Regions from separate parts of the Mus musculus genome. Here region 2 is linked to region 1. A link is a contact called in public Hi-C data. All regions are on one chromosome and are shown on one strand. Each heading gives the region's core, a stretch centred on a gene start, on an enhancer-like site or on the middle of the called end of the contact. The rest is flanking DNA. Distances are from core to core; before and after follow the strand shown. Region 1 overlaps Suclg2 (succinate-Coenzyme A ligase, GDP-forming, beta subunit). Region 2 overlaps Tafa1 (TAFA chemokine like family member 1).

Region 1 (4,882 bases), core at 1,694-4,193:
AATAGGTAAAATTAATTTTGATAATACATTATATGTAATATACCCAGTCGGTTGCATTTTATCATGAGACTAATATTAATAAGTTATCAGTATTTTTCTCCTATTTCTTTTCTTTCTTTCGTTTCCCTGTTTTTGTTTTGTTTTGGTTTTTGTTTGTTTAAGATAGTTTATGTAGCCCAGGCTGGCCTTAAAGTCATTCTGTTGCTGACGATGATCTTGAACTTGTTCCTGTCTGCCTCCCGAGTGGGAGGATTATAGGCTTGTAGCATTATCTCTGGCTCATGTGCTCCAGGACTCAAACCCAGGACCGCGGGCATCATGTAGGTGAGAATTCTAACAAATGAGGTATCCATAGGACTGAAGTCTCACAAATCTTGTTCTTATCTTATACTATAACACGCTCATTTCACATGAGTCTCACGTCAGACGTTCAGCAGATACTGTGTCAGCTGGGCTATCTGGGACAGTGTAGTTCTGGACACTAGAAGGATTTGAATGTACCTACAGCCTTAGGGCTCAGTTTTTTCCTGCTAGTCTTGGAGAAGCACCCTACTGTGCTCTGTAACCCAGTAAAGGATGATTCCCTAGACTTATCCAAAAGGGACAAGTTTTGTTTTAGGGGTTTGAAAATGAGAACAAAAAAGTAAAGTGAAGTTGGTCTTAGCTTTTCCTTGGCCCATTTTTCAAGGCCGAGGCAGAGTCCTGGTGTTGAGGCAGCAGCTCATTCAGTGAGCAAGCAGACAAGCAAGCAGGCAGGTTCACACTCAGAGAGCAGCTCATTCAGTGAGCAAGCAGACAAGCAAGCGGGCAGGTTCACACTCAGAGAGTAGTTGCTCTAGACTGAGGGAGCATCTAGTTTCTGATGTTGGATTCTGTTGATCCGAGAGGAAATTGATGACATTTAAAAGGAGATGCTGAAATTGTAGGTTTAAAATGGAACAAACTGATAGTGAGTGTGAAAGGAGGTGTCTGTGTCATTGTCACTGGGATTGTCTACAGACAGCCAAGGAAAAGAATCTGGCCGAACTCCACAGTGCTCCTGTTCTCACCACTGCAGAGTGACAGGAGCCACAAGAACACTCTTACCAAATATGTTTGAGGGTAAGATTAAAGCTGTGAAGATGTATGTCTTCCTGATGGTGCTGAGATTTTATATATGAATGAGAGAGAGAGAGAGGCTGGGCTATAAAACCTTAAGAGGTCTACTTTGCCTTCTCAGGTTTTGACTCCTCAAGATTTACAACTTTTCAAAATGGCCCCACCAGTTGTGGTCTTCATGAACCTATGGGTACTACTTTATATTTTAGCTACAATGGACATTTTGAAGTAAAATGATATATTATTAAAGTTTTTGAAAATGTGCCTTGATATTAGGTATACCTATGTTCCAGTGTAGTCCCTGCATCCCCCTTCCTACATCTCTTTCTTTCATGGTATCTGAACCCATATACCCGGTCGTCTGGATCTGCCATGTTTGTAACTCTCTTGGACCAAACAGAATGCTACCTCTCAGCTCCCAAACGTTCTCATTGCTCCACATCTTCTGTGGTCCTCTTTTGTATTTAGTCAGTTACCAAATCTTGTCAATAATTAGCTTAGCATTTTTACTTTATTGACAGAGAAGCAGGCAATGTAAGGTTAAAACACTTGTCAACATTGTGAAGTTAATAATCAACATAGACGGGATTTGCCCCCAGCTCTGTTAGATTAGATACTGCCCCTCATGCCTTTTCCTCATGGCTGACTCTTGGTGATGCTCTAGGGAGATGGTTTGTGTGCGTCAGCATGTTTAAGATGGAAAATGCGTATTAATAAAATTAGAAGGTTGTATTAAAACTTGATATAGAAGGATCTTAGATGCAGTTTATAAGACCTGTAATTTGTGGATATTAATGATTCATTTTGTTGTTTCTCTTTGGGCAACAGAACATTTTGCTGTCTGGTTGTAGAAGCTTGTTAAACTTGAACATTTGTTAAAGTGGTCAATGCTAAACTATTGTTTCTGGAATACAATTTATAGTTATAAGATTTTGAACAAGATCCTCATTGCCTTGCATTGAAAACAGGTTTATGCCTAACTGAAGAGAATAAGTTTGGCTTGGTAAATTAAGCTTTTACCATATGAGCAGTTCACTTATGCAGAAGTTTACAAGAGCATCTGAGTATGCTCTAAAGAAGGACCGATTGGGCTGGAGAGATGGCCCAGCGGCTACAGCTGCATCCACGCCTCATCCACCTGACTTTGATTCCTGGGACCAATGCTAGAAGTAGAGAACTGATTGCGTGCGTGCACACACACACACACACACACACACACACACACACACAATAAATATCTCTAGGAGCCTTAATAAGGCATATCAATGCGTGCTTTCTTTTCATTTGGACTATGGAATTCAGAGGTGGTGAGAGCAAACCCACTGTGCACAGGACTGGTGTGTACACTGCCCTTTAGTTCTCTAAGCTGCACGGAGGATGTTGGTATAACTCAGAAGTGCTGTGATATAAACACAGATAAAACATGGGGCACTGCCACTCAATCTTCAGAATCTCTACAATTTGTTCCTTATTGTCTTCACATTGACTGAGGCTCTTGGCATTTCATTAAGCAGGAAAAAGTATATATGAAAACCTCCAGTTTTTTTTTTTTTTTTTTTTTTTTTTAAACTCAGGAAGGAGAATTAAATGGAGAAATTAATCTTCTCTGAGCTAGCGACATCCATCTGAGATGCAGATGGGAGCTCTCACTGGTATCGGCTAGCTTGGGCTGCTTTCAGCTAGAGCATGTTTCCATTCATCAATATAAGAACTTAACTCTGTTTTATATAATTACATCCTGAAGCCTGGCAAATTACTCGCCATTAAGGAATTGTACTTCCTGTCTTAAGGGAGCTGCTCCCCACTGACACTGAGTGGCAGCTGCTGTTGATCCTGAGACAGTTAAACACAGCAGCCTCCGGAACTATTGAGGCTTTGCCATGCGCGGTTGAGGTCTTCCTTTGTACTGAGCGGATCTTTGTCTTACAGTGACAGTCAAGGCTAGCTTTGATCTCTGTGAAGTAAATACTCATTTTAGCAGCCTCTCATGAGTCTCAGGATCAGCAATGCAATGATATAATTTGAGTCCCCTGGGTGTGTGTTCCCCTGAAGTTCAAGAAGGTCTGCTTTCCAGAGCTAGCAGTGCTGGTGCCAGAATGAAAGTTCTTGGGCTGAGTCTAATGTCTTTCTGCCTGCCAGTGGCCTCTTTGGTGCTTTTACCATTTCTGAACCTGATTCTCTGGCCTTGATGAGTACGTGAGCTTCCTAATACTGTTTTTTTTTGTTTGTTAGTGGTGTTGTTTTGTTTTTGTCTTTTTTATTTTGTTGCGAGTGCCTCTGTGTGTATATGTGTGTGTGTGTGTGTGTGTGTGTGTGTGTACGTGTACATGTGATTATTTCATGTGGAGCACCTTTTCTTTTGACGCCCTTCCCTCCTTTCCTCTACCCCTTTGTGTAGCTTAGTCTTGCACTTGGGCTCTGACTACTGCTAGGCCAGCCTTGTAATGAAGGATCTACATCCACATCCCACAGAGTTACCTTCTGGTTGGTGCTAGTAAGCCTGGCTTGTCCAGATGAAAAGCACTCAACATAGGTCCTGGACATGGAGGTTCACCATAGCAGTGTTGTGCTGCAGGAAGTTACCACCTATGCAAGCTATGCACGGGTTCCTAAGAGTATCTGAGTTGACATTAATAGTTGGCCTAACTGTATTCCTGGAAATAATTCCATTCATCAGCCTTTAATGACATTTCCCATTATATGTATTTTAGCAGAGAAATCGCTCTCTTCTAAAATGTTCTTTCTCTTTTTTCTGGTTCTTCAAATATGAATGGGCTTCTCCTTGGAAGACCTCAGGGCAGGGTTATCCTTTCAGTAACTGTCTTGTGTCCCTGAACAGAAGCAACAGGAGAGCTGTGGAGTCAGGGCCTCCAGGGCCTCAGGCAGGCTCTGGGAGGCAGGCCGAGGGGACTGACTGTACTTGGAGCTTCGGTTCAGTCTCCTTAGAAACGGTGTGAACATGCTTTGGAAACCTGAGCTGGCGTTCGGCAGTGTGAGAATACAACACTTTGGAAGCCACAAAGATTCAACCTTCTGGCCCAGACCACATGCCTGGCATCCTGTCAAATGTGCGACTCCATTGTTTCATGCAGTCTTCACTTAAACCAAAGGAAACGAATCAGATTTCTGTGTGTCCTTCCGTGTGTCTCTATTATGTGCCTTTCGTGGAGTCAGGTATCAACTTGTTTTTAAAACCTGCTCATTGCCAGTGAACAGGAGAGTTGTGTTCCACACAGCCTCATCTCCCAGGGCCTCATCTTCCAGAACTTTGCTATACATTATTTACTCTGCTCTGTCTTAGTTCATTTGTGGGCTGTACTCGTGAGTGTTCGCTGAGTGTCTTAGACAGTTGAAATTGCAGAAAACGTGCTTGGAGGAAATGGCCCAGGGCTCGTGTTGTAGGACCTCTCTGTGGATGTTAGGACTTTTAAAAAGAAACTTTAAACACATAAACCTCTAGTAATTTTCAAGATGTTTAAATACATACAGCTCTAATAATTTTCACGATGTTTTAATCTTGGAAAACCCAGAAAAGTAAAAAGCAACATCAAAACTAAAAATTTTTTTTAAAAAGAAAACTAAAAATCTTCTTTTATTCCATTATCCAAGGGGAACCTGTATTAACATTAATATTTCCTTTCATATTTTCATGTTAATATATTTTTTCTTTCCTTCATTATTTGATTGTATCTATATGATTAAATAGTATAATTGCAAGGTAATGAATTTGCTTATAAATTTAGAAAACAGTGAACATTTTAAAAAATCTGCATGCTTATCACTT
Region 2 (4,882 bases), core at 814-3,313, 600 kb before region 1:
GGTTCTCATCGTGAATTCCATTTAATGTAGATTATGTCTGAGGAGAACCAGTATGATTTCTTCAAGTCTGAGCTATATCTTAAAATGGGGGGAAGTATTACCTACCCCTCATGCTGTTGACCTGACAAACTGTAATAAGGCATGTAATTAATATAATCCATATATGTCAACTTTTATTTATTGTATGGCAGTTCACTATTAGAGGTTTTTTTTTTTCTTGATAATCCCTCTCTTATTTTTATTTTATGCTTTTTTGCTTCAGAATTTTGATAGCACAGAAAGTAGAGATTAAATGTTCCATGTGCATTCTGTAGATAATATAAGATGTGTGTGTATGTGTGTGTATGTGTGTGTGTATGCATGCATTTGCTCATGGCTGAGGCAAGGAGAATTATGTGGAAGTAAATAAATAAATTTTGGAGAGAGTGGAGCTAATCCTCCTTCCACATGCCTCAGGACAAGACAACCAAAACAGTGTTCAGGTAGCCAGAGAAGGAAAACCACACAAGGTCACTGGTACAGCCCAGAGCAGGAGGGGATGAGAAGAGACAACTACGAATCTCAAGGAAGCAGCACGTTTGGATACCATGGTATGAAGATCAATGGCTGCAAGCATTATTTATACAGAGACATGGTATTCTAACCAATTTCTTGAGATTGTACAATAATCTAAAAGCCAAAGGAAGTTCAGGAATGATTATAACAGAAGTTGGTTAAATGTTCACAGAACACATTTCTTCTTTGGGCAGGGGGGACTCGGGGAATCCCATTTAGCAGCACAGATTGCAGTAGGTTGGTCAATAAAGAATATTCATAACTGGTCCAAGTGCCATATATAAATAATATCAAGTGCTCAGCTATAAATGGGTTATCCTTTTCAACTTCTCCTCATCCAAGCCTGGGGTTCTTTACTGAAAAGGGGGCAGAAAGACTGTAAGAACCAGTAGTTCTGGACAAGTGTCAACTCACAGCAGCTGTAATTACCTGCACAAGACCTTCATAAAAGATCAAAACATTAAAAAACCCAGTATGGATGACATAGTGTCCCTGTGGCCGTACTCCTATCTGAGGGATCATTGGCGGTTGGTAATTGCTCAAGGGGAAAGCCACTCTCCTTTAAGGCTGTGTACACTGGTAATTTAGACATGCATGCCCCAGTGGATGGCCATATATTCATGTCCATATGGTTAGCACTAAATGAACTCAGGGTTGCTAATAACAATAAAAAAGAGACTTGAAGTTGGATAAAAGACAGGATTGGAGACACTATGAGAAACAGGAGACATGATCAATATATAGTGTATATGTTTATAACTCTTTCAATGAATAAAAGTATTTAAAATAATAGAAAGAAGTGAAAATGAATCATATGGCATGCATTAGATGAGCTAGCATTAGTCACTCTCAGTAGTCAAGTGATTGACACAGAATTTTCATATCTAAAAATGAAAAACTAGAAAACAGAGGCCAATAGATTTAAGGTAAGTAATGAACATAAAGTGAGTCACACATCTATGAATGAGTTTCTTGAAAAGAGGATTTTCCATGTAGCTGTCCGAGCAAAACTAATCTCAAAAGCACATGTTCTCACCCTGGGTTACCGTGGGGACTACTTCAGAGGAGCCATATGACAGGGCTCTCACTCAACATTGGAGTGTTGCCTCTTAGCCTTGAGAGAGCCATAGCATCATCAGATTGAATGTATCAAATCTTAACCGTTCTGTGGAGGTCTCTCTGGAAATACAAGTGATGCTAACACTCAGAGCCTGGAGGAATAAAATAAATAAAGCATAAACAAAGAAAATAAATCAGCCTTTGAGAGCTTGATTCTAAGGCTCTTCAAAGCCATAGAGGAGCTTTTCAACTCATACCCAGTGCGTCCGTAATCATCCACCTCCTCTGGCTTTCTCAACAAAACATCATTCTTTCCACTCCTTCATCTTTCCACTTCCCAGTTCCTAACCATGACCTTCCAGCTTCCCCCACTGCAGCACTTTCTAAATGGTCCTTGAAAGTGTCCAGTGACACGTCACAAACCACTTCATTCATTTCAGTAATTTGAAGCATCTGGGAAGTAAATACCAGATGAACACTAATTGGGTCTGATGTGAGTAGTTTGGTATTGATCTGTGTAGAGGCACAGCTGACACAGAACTAGACCACTTTAGATTGGTCACCATTTATACTATTTGCCTAGAAAATTTTGCTAAGCCTAAGCATCAATGGGGAAATAACTGCTGAACCATGAGCAAAGACAATGACTCTTTTTCTTATCTACTGATGGACCACAAGGGCATCCCTTGACTTGGCTACTTAAAATCCAGACTCCTTAATTATAGAGTTATGATCCAGCCCTCCTTTAGAAGCCAAGCTTACTTTCCCCTTCCTCTATATGGATAATGTGTAGTAGATTTCAATTTTCACTGCCTTTACCCTCCAGGCCCAAGACTTACACACAGAACTCCATCTCTGAAGTTCTATGTTGCCTGGTGAGGTGACAGAAATAGAATGAGCCACAAACCCTAGGATTTTTGAGGTAATCTTGTTGAAGTTTTGGCTCTTGAAAATGGGAAGTGTGATCTACAGAACATACACTTAGAGTTAGTGAGGACTTCCTCTTCGCCATTTTGGACGTTCCCGCTTAAAACTAAACTTAACATAAAAGAAAGGGCAAGTTAAACATGAAGCAGAGAGAAAGGCACCTGAGCTATCTGATGTTACATAATTAAATAAGTCACTTTTTATACTTCAGCCACTTTGAGTTGGTGTCTCCAAACACACCAAGTCTTAAGTCAGGAGGTTGATGGCACTAGAGGCAGATTTTCACAAAATGCTCTGCACATTGTACAACAGGTAGAGTACACAAAGAAGAGTTAATGGTGACAGGTGTGGAAGGTGTGAGTAGGATCTTTGTACACTTGGACACTGTGAGTGGCATCACAAGAGTGAGGGTGACCATCAGAGATAGCCATCCTGGGTTTAAATCACAAGAGTCCCATTTGGCAAGGGAACCTTCATGTCAGAAAGTTACTTAGCTTCTTCAGTTTCTGAATGCTGAGTATACACAATGAAGAAAGTCAAACCAATAGCACTGAGTGATACTGAGGACATGTTGAAGAGGATGCTGGACATAAGTTTATATCTCCCCAAAGTATAATGGGTATTGTTATTGTTGTTTGTAAGATATGGATATAGTTTGGTAGAAAAGTACCTAAGTCACTCAATGCTTGGTGGGAAAACCATAAAGAACTCAATTCACCCATTTTCATTTGGTGGAAAAAAACAGAAGAAAATAGAAAGTTAAAAATAAAGGCATCCAGCTAATCTAGTCTTGTAAGATCATATTTCCAAGATACAATCTCTGTTGACTTTTCCCTTGAACATAAGAATCTGCCACCACCTCCATGTCTATGGTGGGAGGACATTTCAAGATTCATCTTGTAATGATTTGACTTGTTGATATAACAGTTGCAAAAAAAAAATCAATTTTATAATTTTTTTTTCCTTTTCCTTATTGCCCTGGGCTGTGAGTGATAAACGAGTGATTTACAGCAATGTCTAAAAAGGCAACTTGAATATGTGCTTACAGGCTAATCACCAGGATTCCTCTTTAGATGAACCCTACTTTTCACCAACTTCCTCCCTCTGAGTGTGGTAATTAAACAGGGGAGCATACGAAACAGGGAAATTGCAAACCGAAAGCTAGGTTCATTTGGTGTTGTATCTTGGGTAACTGCAGGTGTGTGTTAATGAGTTACATGACTGGTTAAATGAAATTAAAGGCAGCTGTGTATGTTTACAAAACTGCAGCTGACAATTACAGGTATCTGTGGCAGCCATAATTCATCCGTAATTGACAATTTTCCTATTACTGTATAAAGAAGCAAGTCATGTGGATGATCACAGCATTTGCCTCTTAGCACCAGAGACCTTCCTTGGTGCCAGACCCTATGCAGCGTCTCCAAGGAAATAAACAGAGCTTTGCAGGGAAAGTCCTCAAGGTAGAGGCAGACACGGGTGACTCAGCCCACAGCTCCATTCTCATAGCTCCAGCTATGAGAGGAGAGAGAGGGTATACCCACACTCTGCAAACACATCACCTTTGCTTTTCACACCTTGACTACTTAATTCTGGAATACTCAGTTCAGTTCCTTAGAGTCCCATACCTCAGTCTCATCTTCAATTAAGTAGGAGAACAACACATACTAATACTTGAGTTGGCTTTATTTGAATAATTAAGATGATTGACTTAAATGATGGTATACACTTTGAGCAATGGCTGGCACCAAGTAAGTACTTGGTGAATATTTATTAATAACTGCAAGCATTTGTTTCCTTTACCATAAACTGAAGGGGAAGCATAACTTAGCACATATGGTTGCCAGGGGCTGGAGTGAGGGAACCCATCCTCAATGCTTAGCTGACTAGGGCACACGAACACTCCATGTTCTGTACAGTCAAATGACCTAATAAATTAATATCGCTGCTTTGTTTCCACTCACATTTTGGGCTGATGGCTGCCCTGTGCATGGGAGACCCCTGCACTGTCCTTCTATGATAGGAACTGGACTTCTCGGTGGCTTAATAAGGAAAAATCAAGAGCTACTTTAGTAAGATGATGGAGTTGACAGGAGAACTGAGGATGGCAGGGGCTGTGAGCAAGTGAGCAGAAAAGCGACAAGGATGTAGGCCACTGGCCAAACGCTAGTCTCAAATCTCCAAGAGTCTATTGAGAATGGACTTTCTCAAGTGCGTGCCATGACAGAGGGGAGAAGCTGAGGGTCTGATAGGAGGGCCAGGCAAACAGACTACAAAACTAAATGTCTGAGGCACCCAGATGTGAACTTGTGTCAAAGTTTATTGCCTATTAGTTAATAGAGAC

The links. Hi-C and Micro-C count contacts between places; a contact is called where the count stands out from the background.
Region 2: a Hi-C map of the N1E-115 cell line shows a contact between it and region 1, with 5 times the contacts expected there. The contact joins two enhancer-like sites. A contact is called at or near these places in 2 of 484 Hi-C or Micro-C datasets (the N1E-115 cell line and cortical neurons).

The regions. Positions count from the first base shown.
Region 1 is chr6:95,649,717-95,654,598 of GRCm38.p6, reverse strand. All of the region lies in intron 2 of Suclg2 (succinate-Coenzyme A ligase, GDP-forming, beta subunit), which reads left to right. Among named protein-coding and RNA genes, the nearest start is that of Suclg2, 67 kb to the left of the region's middle. Within about 2 kb of position 2,943, at least 52 of the 459 cell types and tissues checked have an H3K27ac peak or open chromatin away from gene starts, as enhancers often do. A contact at or near this core is called in the N1E-115 cell line, where this site is marked.
Region 2 is chr6:96,249,367-96,254,248 of GRCm38.p6, reverse strand. All of the region lies in intron 2 of Tafa1 (TAFA chemokine like family member 1), which reads right to left. Among named protein-coding and RNA genes, the nearest start is that of Tafa1, 140 kb to the right of the region's middle. Within about 2 kb of position 2,063, at least 5 of the 459 cell types and tissues checked have an H3K27ac peak or open chromatin away from gene starts, as enhancers often do. A contact at or near this core is called in the N1E-115 cell line, where this site is marked.